Linked DNA regions of Pan troglodytes: region 1 is linked to region 2. A link is a contact called in public HiChIP or PLAC-seq data. All regions are on one chromosome and are shown on one strand. The core of a region is the stretch at or near the end of the contact, and the rest is flanking DNA. Distances in the headings are between cores, read along the strand shown.

What was found. HiChIP or PLAC-seq counts read pairs in DNA pulled down with a chosen protein or histone mark.
Region 1: an H3K4me3 HiChIP or PLAC-seq map of stem cell-derived excitatory neurons shows a contact between it and region 2, with 5 times the contacts expected there. The contact joins the promoter of CEBPD here to the promoter of SPIDR in region 2. A contact is called at or near these places in 1 of 7 Hi-C or Micro-C datasets (stem cell-derived neural progenitor cells) and 1 of 1 datasets of contacts at active chromatin or transcription factors (stem cell-derived excitatory neurons).

The regions. Positions count from the first base shown.
Region 1 is chr7:56,283,509-56,287,616 of NHGRI_mPanTro3-v2.0_pri, reverse strand. CEBPD (CCAAT enhancer binding protein delta) reads left to right here and starts at 2,833. Exons shown (of 1, transcript XM_003951258.6): 1 at 2,833-4,100. The coding sequence starts at 2,893. The coding sequence ends at 3,702.
Region 2 is chr7:55,805,014-55,808,930 of NHGRI_mPanTro3-v2.0_pri, reverse strand. It overlaps SPIDR (scaffold protein involved in DNA repair), which reads right to left and starts at 1,639. Exons shown (of 20, transcript XM_063817068.1): 1 at 1,511-1,639.

The DNA.
Region 1 (4,108 bases), core at 1,584-4,083, 480 kb before region 2:
TGACTTTGTGATCTGCCCGCCTCGGCCTCCCAAAGTGCTGGGATTACAGGCGTGAGCCACCGCGCCCCGCCTTTTTTTTTTTTTTTTTTTTTTGATACGGAGTTTCACTCTGTCGCCTAGGCTGGAGTGCAATGGTGTGATCTCGGCTCACTGCAACCTCCGCCTCCAGGGTTCAAGCGATTCTCCTGCCTCAGCCTCCCAAGTTAGCTGGGGTTACAGGCACCTGCCATCATGCCCGGCTAATTTTTGTATTTTTGTAGAGACAGGATTTCACCATGTTGGCCAGGCTGGTCTTGAACTCTTGACCTCAGGTGACCCGCCCACCTCGGCCTCTCAAAGTGCTGGGATTACAAGCGTGAGCTACTGCACCAGGCCTAGGCAAGAGCTTTCTAACCGCTTCCTGTAAAGCACCTCAATATGCATCACTGTCATGTAAACTCAACTTAGTGTTAATAAATGTAGCTTTGGGAGGCGGAGGCGGGTGGATCACGAGGACAGAAGATCGAAACTATCCTGGCTAACACGGTGAAACCCGTCTCTACTTAAAATACAAAAAATTAGCTGGGTGTGGTGTCACGGGCCTGTAATCCCAGCTTCTCCGGAGGCTGAGGCAGGAGATTCGCTTGAACCCGGGAAGCGGACGTTGCAGTGAGCTGAGATCGCGCCACTGCACTCAAGCCTGGCGACAGAGCAAGACTCCGTCTCAAAAATAAAGATAAAAATAAAAATAAAATGTAACTATATTGACTATCGGAATCAGTAAATCATCTCACTGAAAATAGTCTCTGAGTTGTTTTTAGGAGGATATGGTTATCCCTTATAAATATTGATTTTGCATTCCCTAAGTGATTGATTAGGGAGGGCTTTAATAGTGTTTCTATGGCTTCTGAAATATATGAGAACAAAACAATTTGTGCTAGAACTTTTTCTGGATGTGCGTAAGTCCACACTCTACGCATTGCTGGATTTCAGTCTTAATAGGTAATTAATTGTGTGACATCATCATTGTGTACCCTCTGAGTAACTCTAAAGAAATATGTTTGTTCTTTAGGAAACCTATTAAATATCCCATAGTGCAACGTTAGAAATGACCTCTGGAACTGACTGCAGAAACTGCACAGCAGTTAGTAGAGCTTGGTGTTCCGACGCAGATCTGGTGAGAGGCCTGCGCAGGAAGAGACTCGACATGGAGCAGGTGTGACTAGCGATAGTGATTTAATGGATTTGGGCCAGACATGGTGGCTCACGCCTGTAATCCCAGCACTTTGGGAGGCTGAGGCCGGCGAATCTCTTAAGCCCAGGAGTTTGAAACCAGCCTGGACAACATTGTGAGATCCCATCTCAATTTTTTTTTTGAGATGGAGTCTCGCTCTGTCGCCCAGGCTGGAGTGCAATGGAACGATCTCGGCTCACTGCAACCTCCGCCTCCCGGGTTCAAGCGATTCTCCTGCCTCAGCCTCCCGAGTAGCTGGGATTACAGGCGCACGCCACTACGCTTGGCTAATTTTTGTATTTTTAGTAGAAATGGGGTTTCACCATGTTGACCAGGCTGGTTTCAAACTCCTGACCTCGAGTGATCCGCCCACCTCAGCCTCCCAAAGTGCTGGGATTACCGGCATGAGCCACTGTGCTCGGCTGAAAAAAACCATATTTTTAATTTAAAATAATAAATGGGTCTGACCAGAAATGCCTGCCTCAAATTGCAGGACACATGACAAAGCCCATTCTTACTTAAGACATTTTCAGTGTGCGATGGGTCTACCGGGATGTAACCCCATGGTGAGTCGAGGCCCATCTGCACCCTGCTATAGCTACTGGTAGATCTTACCTGTTTCCCAAAAAGGACCCAACTACTTTAGGTTCAAGGCACTTTTTTGGAATATTTAACAGGGAAAGAGCCTGGAACTAAAAACAGGTCTAACGCAAGATGCCGCCACACGATGGCACTGCTTCCGTAGACCTGGAAGAAACGCGGGCGCGGGAGCTGGCGGCGGACGCCCGGGCCTGCGGGGTCGGGGAGTAGCGTCCGGCCGGAGAGCCCGCACCTCGAGGAGCCGGCGGAGGACGCGATGTCGTGACCGCGTCTCCCCCATCTGCTCTGCTTTTGGCGACAGCGTCCCGTCGGCCTTTCGGTCAGGACGCAGCAGCCGCGTCTCTGGGCCTCGACCCCCAGGGCCGGCCGGACCCGGGACCTCCGAGGAGAGCAGCGAGAACCGGCCCGGATTCCCCGAGGCGCCCGAGTGCGGTGCGGGCAGCCCTCCCCGCCTGCCAGGCCGCCGCTGTCCCCACGTCTGGTCCCCCGCGCCTCTTCCCGCCTCTGGTCCCACGGTGGAGGCGCGGGGCGAGGGCCTCACGCGCGTGCCCACGGTCGGGGGGCGTCCTTGGACGCGCGGGTCCTCTCCCACGGGTCTCCACCCCCCGCCCTCCGGCGACAGAAGCCGGCCTGGGACGCGCGCGCTGCGGCCAAGTCCTGGTTTTGATTTCACTCCCAGCCCCGAGGAGCGAGGAGGTTCCAAGCCCACAAACAGGAAGAAGAGAAGGCCCTGGAGTGCTGGCAGAGGGAGTGTCATTCCCAGCAGCGCAGCGCGGGCCGGCCCGGGCCGGGGAGGGAGCAGCAGCGCGGGCACCCTCCTACAACGTGGGCTGGGGGTCCCCAGGGCCGGGGAGGGGGCCCCGGGGAGGAGCTGAGAGAGGGCGCGCCCCGGGAAGCCTCGGGGCGGCTCCGGGGGGCTCCCAGGGCGCCCCCGCCCCTTCCCCCGCGGCCCCGGGGCGCCCCCGCGGTGCCGGAGTCGGGGCGGGGCGTGCACGTCAGCCGGGGCTAGAAAAGGCGGCGGGGCTGGGCCCAGCGAGGTGACAGCCTCGCTTGGACGCAGAGCCCGGCCCGACGCCGCCATGAGCGCCGCGCTCTTCAGCCTGGACGGCCCGGCGCGCGGCGCGCCCTGGCCTGCGGAGCCTGCGCCCTTCTACGAACCGGGCCGGGCGGGCAAGCCGGGCCGCGGGGCCGAGCCAGGGGCCCTAGGCGAGCCAGGCGCCGCCGCCCCCGCCATGTACGACGACGAGAGCGCCATCGACTTCAGCGCCTACATCGACTCCATGGCCGCCGTGCCCACCCTGGAGCTGTGCCACGACGAGCTCTTCGCCGACCTCTTCAACAGCAATCACAAGGCGGGCGGCGCGGGGCCCCTGGAGCTTCTTCCCGGCGGCCCCGCGCGCCCCTTGGGCCCGGGCCCTGCCGCTCCGCGCCCGCTCAAGCGCGAGCCCGACTGGGGCGACGGCGACGCGCCCGGCTCGCTGTTGCCCGCGCAGGTGGCCGCGTGCGCACAGACCGTGGTGAGCTTGGCGGCCGCAGGGCAGCCCACCCCGCCCACGTCGCCGGAGCCGCCGCGCAGCAGCCCCAGGCAGACCCCCGCGCCCGGCCCCGCCCGGGAGAAGAGCTCCGGCAAGAGGGGCCCGGACCGCGGCAGCCCCGAGTACCGGCAGCGGCGCGAGCGCAACAACATCGCCGTGCGCAAGAGCCGCGACAAGGCCAAGCGGCGCAACCAGGAGATGCAGCAGAAGCTGGTGGAGCTGTCGGCTGAGAACGAGAAGCTGCACCAGCGCGTGGAGCAGCTCACGCGGGACCTGGCCGGCCTCCGGCAGTTCTTCAAGCAGCTGCCCAGCCCGCCCTTCCTGCCGGCCGCCGGGACAGCAGACTGCCGGTAACGCGCGGCCGGGGCGGGAGAGACTCAGCAACGACCCATACCTCAGACCCGACGGCCCGGAGCGGAGCGCGCCCTGCCCTGGCGCAGCCAGAGCCGCCGGGTGCCCGCTGCAGTTTCTTGGGACATAGGAGCGCAAAGAAGCTACAGCCTGGACTTACCACCACTAAACTGCGAGAGAAGCTAAACGTGTTTATTTTCCCTTAAATTATTTTTGTAATGGTAGCTTTTTCTACATCTTACTCCTGTTGATGCAGCTAAGGTACATTTGTAAAAAGAAAAAAAACCAGACTTTTCAGACAAACCCTTTGTATTGTAGATAAGAGGAAAAGACTGAGCATGCTCACTTTTTTATATTAATTTTTACAGTATTTGTAAGAATAAAGCAGCATTTGAAATCGCCCCTGCTT
Region 2 (3,917 bases), core at 390-2,889:
TTTGACTGCAGCCTTGTGGGAGATCCTGAACTACAACCACTTAGTTGAGCCGTTCTCAGATTCCTGAGTCTCAGAAACTCTATGATATAATAAACATTTGTTATGAACTGCTTCAGTTTTCAGCAACGTATTACACAATAGACAACTGTACGACTACTAAAAAAAATTGAGTAAAAAAAAAGAGTCTTGAAAAATGACAAGATGAAGAGACCAGAAGTGAACGTCAATTCAAAAATACTAAGATTTCTAAGTCAAGAGAAACTGTTAGGGCCGGGAGGACTAAGGGTGAGATGATGATTATGTGATGCACTAAGTTTGAGCTCTAGGGAAAGATCTAATATAGATCTGAAAGTCATCTATACAGTTAACTTCAATGTATGACATTGTCCAAAGCAAATATGGAACATGTGAAAAAGCACAAGGTCAAAAATTAGAACATGGCACGAACACAGTAAAGAGAAGAAAATGAGCTGTTGCAAGACAGGAAAACAATCATGGATGTTCCAAAAGAAATAAAAGCAGGTGGTGAATGTGTCAAACGCTCCAATGACCAAGTAAACAACTTACACTGGATTTAGCAAATTTATATATTTCCTTGATTTTTTTCACACATTAATGCTTCAGAAACCAGACTGTATCTTATAATCAAGAGGTGCCTGAAATGAATTTCTTTATTCCCTAAAGCCAGTCACAAAATTGATAGTGTGGGCTGATAATCAATGGTATTTGAGAAGCGAGAAAGCATGGTAGTGGTAAAGAAGTTGAACCAGTATATGTGGTCTATTTTTTCCAGGAAGTTTTCAAGTAAAGGCAAGAGTCAAGAAAGGAGGTCCTGTATGTGCTTTTTAAAAACCGTTTTACTATGAGACAAACGTATTTGAAAGCAAGGAAGTTAGAAGAAACTTTAAAACGATAAAGGACACATGCCATGACAAGCACAATTAGCAGAACAAAAAAGGATGCACTCGCGGATACAGGTGCAATGAAACACCATTCAAGCAACGATTCCTAGGCACCCGCTCCCGTTCTGGAACCCGAGGCAGCGCGGTGCCCACAGATTGGGCAGTCAGCCGCACAGTCCCCTCCGAGTGCGGCAGGAAGAGAGACAGAGTTGACAGTGGATTATCCGCGGAGACGGGTAAAGCCACGCCAGGATTCCCTGCGGTCTGGTACATTGCACCAGAATCAAAAAGAGACAAGAGTAAGGCCAAGTACCCCCGAGGCGGACATATGCTCCCGCCCGCTGCGTCCCTCGGCGGTCCCACCCCTCGCTTTCCGTACCGCCGCTGAGGGCCCGGCCCGCACGCCTGGACCGGAGCCGGACCTGGGGGCGGTACCCCGCTGCGCGGGCTTGCTCCACGCACGCAGACGGGACCCGCCACCACCTAGCCCTTCACCCCCAACGCCCACCCTCTCTCACCCCAGCAGCCCGGGGCCAGCCCCGCGCCTGCCCGCCGCTTCCCCGCAACGCGGGAAACGGCGCGGCGCCCACTCCCGCCCCAGAGCCTACCTTAGAGCCTAGAGCGCGGCTGCCGCGGGGCATCTCCGGGAGCGCCGCCTGAGCGCACCGCCTCCTCAGCGCGCCGCCGTCCCACCTCGGCGCGCCGCACCGCGCCCTGCCATTGGCGGGCGCTCGGGCGCAGGGCGGGGCTTCGGCGGGGGGCAGGGCTTCTCCGGCCCCGGCGCTCCAGGGCCTCCCGGATGGCCTAGTCGGGCTCGGAGCCCGGAAGGAGTGCGCCGCGGCAAGTCGAGCTTCCCTCCCCGGGGCTGGGGGTTCCGCGGAGCTCGCTCTGGGCTGTGGCGTTGCTCGCCCGCGAGCTCCTGGGGAGTTCGGGGGAGCTGCTGGGCTGGTGCCTGGAGCGGGGGCCGCCTCCAAGTGTTGTCTTTCGAATTAAGTTACTGTCGTCTGTGTTGTCAGGCAACAACTGACCTTAAATAAAAATGAAAACCAGAAGTAGGCTACACATGCAATAGGCTACACATGCAATAATGGATACTTAAGGAATGGGAGTGGCTGCTGGTGACTGGAGCAGAGAGGGTGTGGTTTCTCCATGTTTCGGGGCCGGGGGGAAGGAGTAAAGTCTAAGTGTTCAGAGCCCAGACGGCATGTCGGTCATCACATCACCGGGAGAACTCGTGGAGCCTGAGGAAAGACTACGGGGTGCCAGAGTCTGAAGGGGCAGAAGATTGCATTCCTATCACGTTCGCCGTGGCGCACAGGGGCTCCGCTGGGGCCGCCGCTCCCGCGGGAGAAGTGGGCCTGAGACGGTGCGGCGTCGACCATAGCCGGCCCAGCAGAAGCCGGGGAAGGCCACAAGTCTAACTGGGTCCGAGTACTGTGAAGAAGGCGCCTCCCATGGAGAAAGCTACCGGGTAGTTTAACAAGGTGGAAAAGCGTTGGCCTGGGGAGGAGGAAAGGATGCTCAGAAAGTTGCCTCAAAAGGACGCAGAAGTGGAGGTGAATCTTCTGTTTCAGAGGCATTTTTTTGTGCCTCTGTGAGAATGCATTGCTTTCTGGTTGATCCATCTTCAGGTTTTCTCTCCGTCCTAGTCCCTGTTCTGCCACCATTCTGTGTTTGAATCTGGTACCTAAAGCCGCAGATACTTGGTTCATAGTAGATGTCCACTCTGCAGTGGCTGAAAACACGGAAGAAAAACCATCTTTGCCTGGGAAGGACATTATTGCTAGTGCCATTACTGTCAACAGTTGGAACAAGATAAACGGCATGCCCAATCTAGTTGAGGATTTTGGACACCGGGCCTCCCACTGGGACTCCCCCGAGAAACCAGGTCTGCCATTGCCACCTCCGCCGGGCCTTGCTGTCTTAGCACAGTAAGTGCACCCGACCGCGCCCGGAGTCCCCCTTTCACTCCCACAACCAGGCCTGTGGTGAGGCTCCCGCTTGTCATCTCCACCAGGAGGTGCTGTCCTGCCGAAATGTTGAGGTTTTTCTCCAAACTTCCTCCTGTTCAGAATTCACCATCTCAGTAGTGGCATGGACATCCGCCTGGCCACAGCTCACGCAGAAACCTAGGAATTTTTGTGAACACGTTTGTGTGTCTTACTAATGTGTCCACTCTCCACTACCACTGTTTCCCAGGCCACTAGTGTCTTTTGCCCAGACTGCTAGTAGCTCTTAACCCATGTCCCCTAATCCACTCTTGCCCCTCACACAGCACACACATACAATCCATTCTCAACACAGACACCACAGTGAGGTTTATGCTGTCTATACTGGCCTTCCCTTTCGGTGGTCAAACGTGCCTAGCTCCTGCAGCCTTGGGGTCTAATAAGCATTTGCTCTTCCTTTTGCCTAAAAGGCTCTGGCCTCCCTCTGCCATGCCATTTCCTATGCGCCTGTCAAACCTGAACCTGGTGGCCAGCTTCCCTAAACTAGCAAGCCTGAACCTCCCTGCTCTTCCATGTCCGCAGGACCCCATGCTCTGTTGAAGATGTTATAACAATTAGAATCTAAATAATTACGAAAGTTATTTGTTTACCATGTGGTTCCACCTCCATGCTGTAAGGTAATACCATTTCTATCTTCTCCGTTTTTGTATCTCTATCAGCACAGCGTCTTCCATATACAAAGTACTCAGTTATTTACTATGGATGAACTGCTAATTGTGAAACAGAAATGACTTGCCAGAGGCTGCACAGCTAGTAACTGTTCAGGATTAGAACTCATATGTGATACCAAGGTCGATGCATTCTCCACTACACCAATCAGATCATAGTAGAATCATGAGGAATTTTTCACTTGAACATATGAACTCAGCAAAAGGGAACTGTTGATAAGAAAGATGAGCCCCTGCAGAAAGGGACTCTTAAGTCCTCTCCAGTCTTGCCTTATTTCCTCCTCAGCAAACACTCAATGGCAAACATCAAGACAAACCAGAAAGTCCTTCTTTTAACT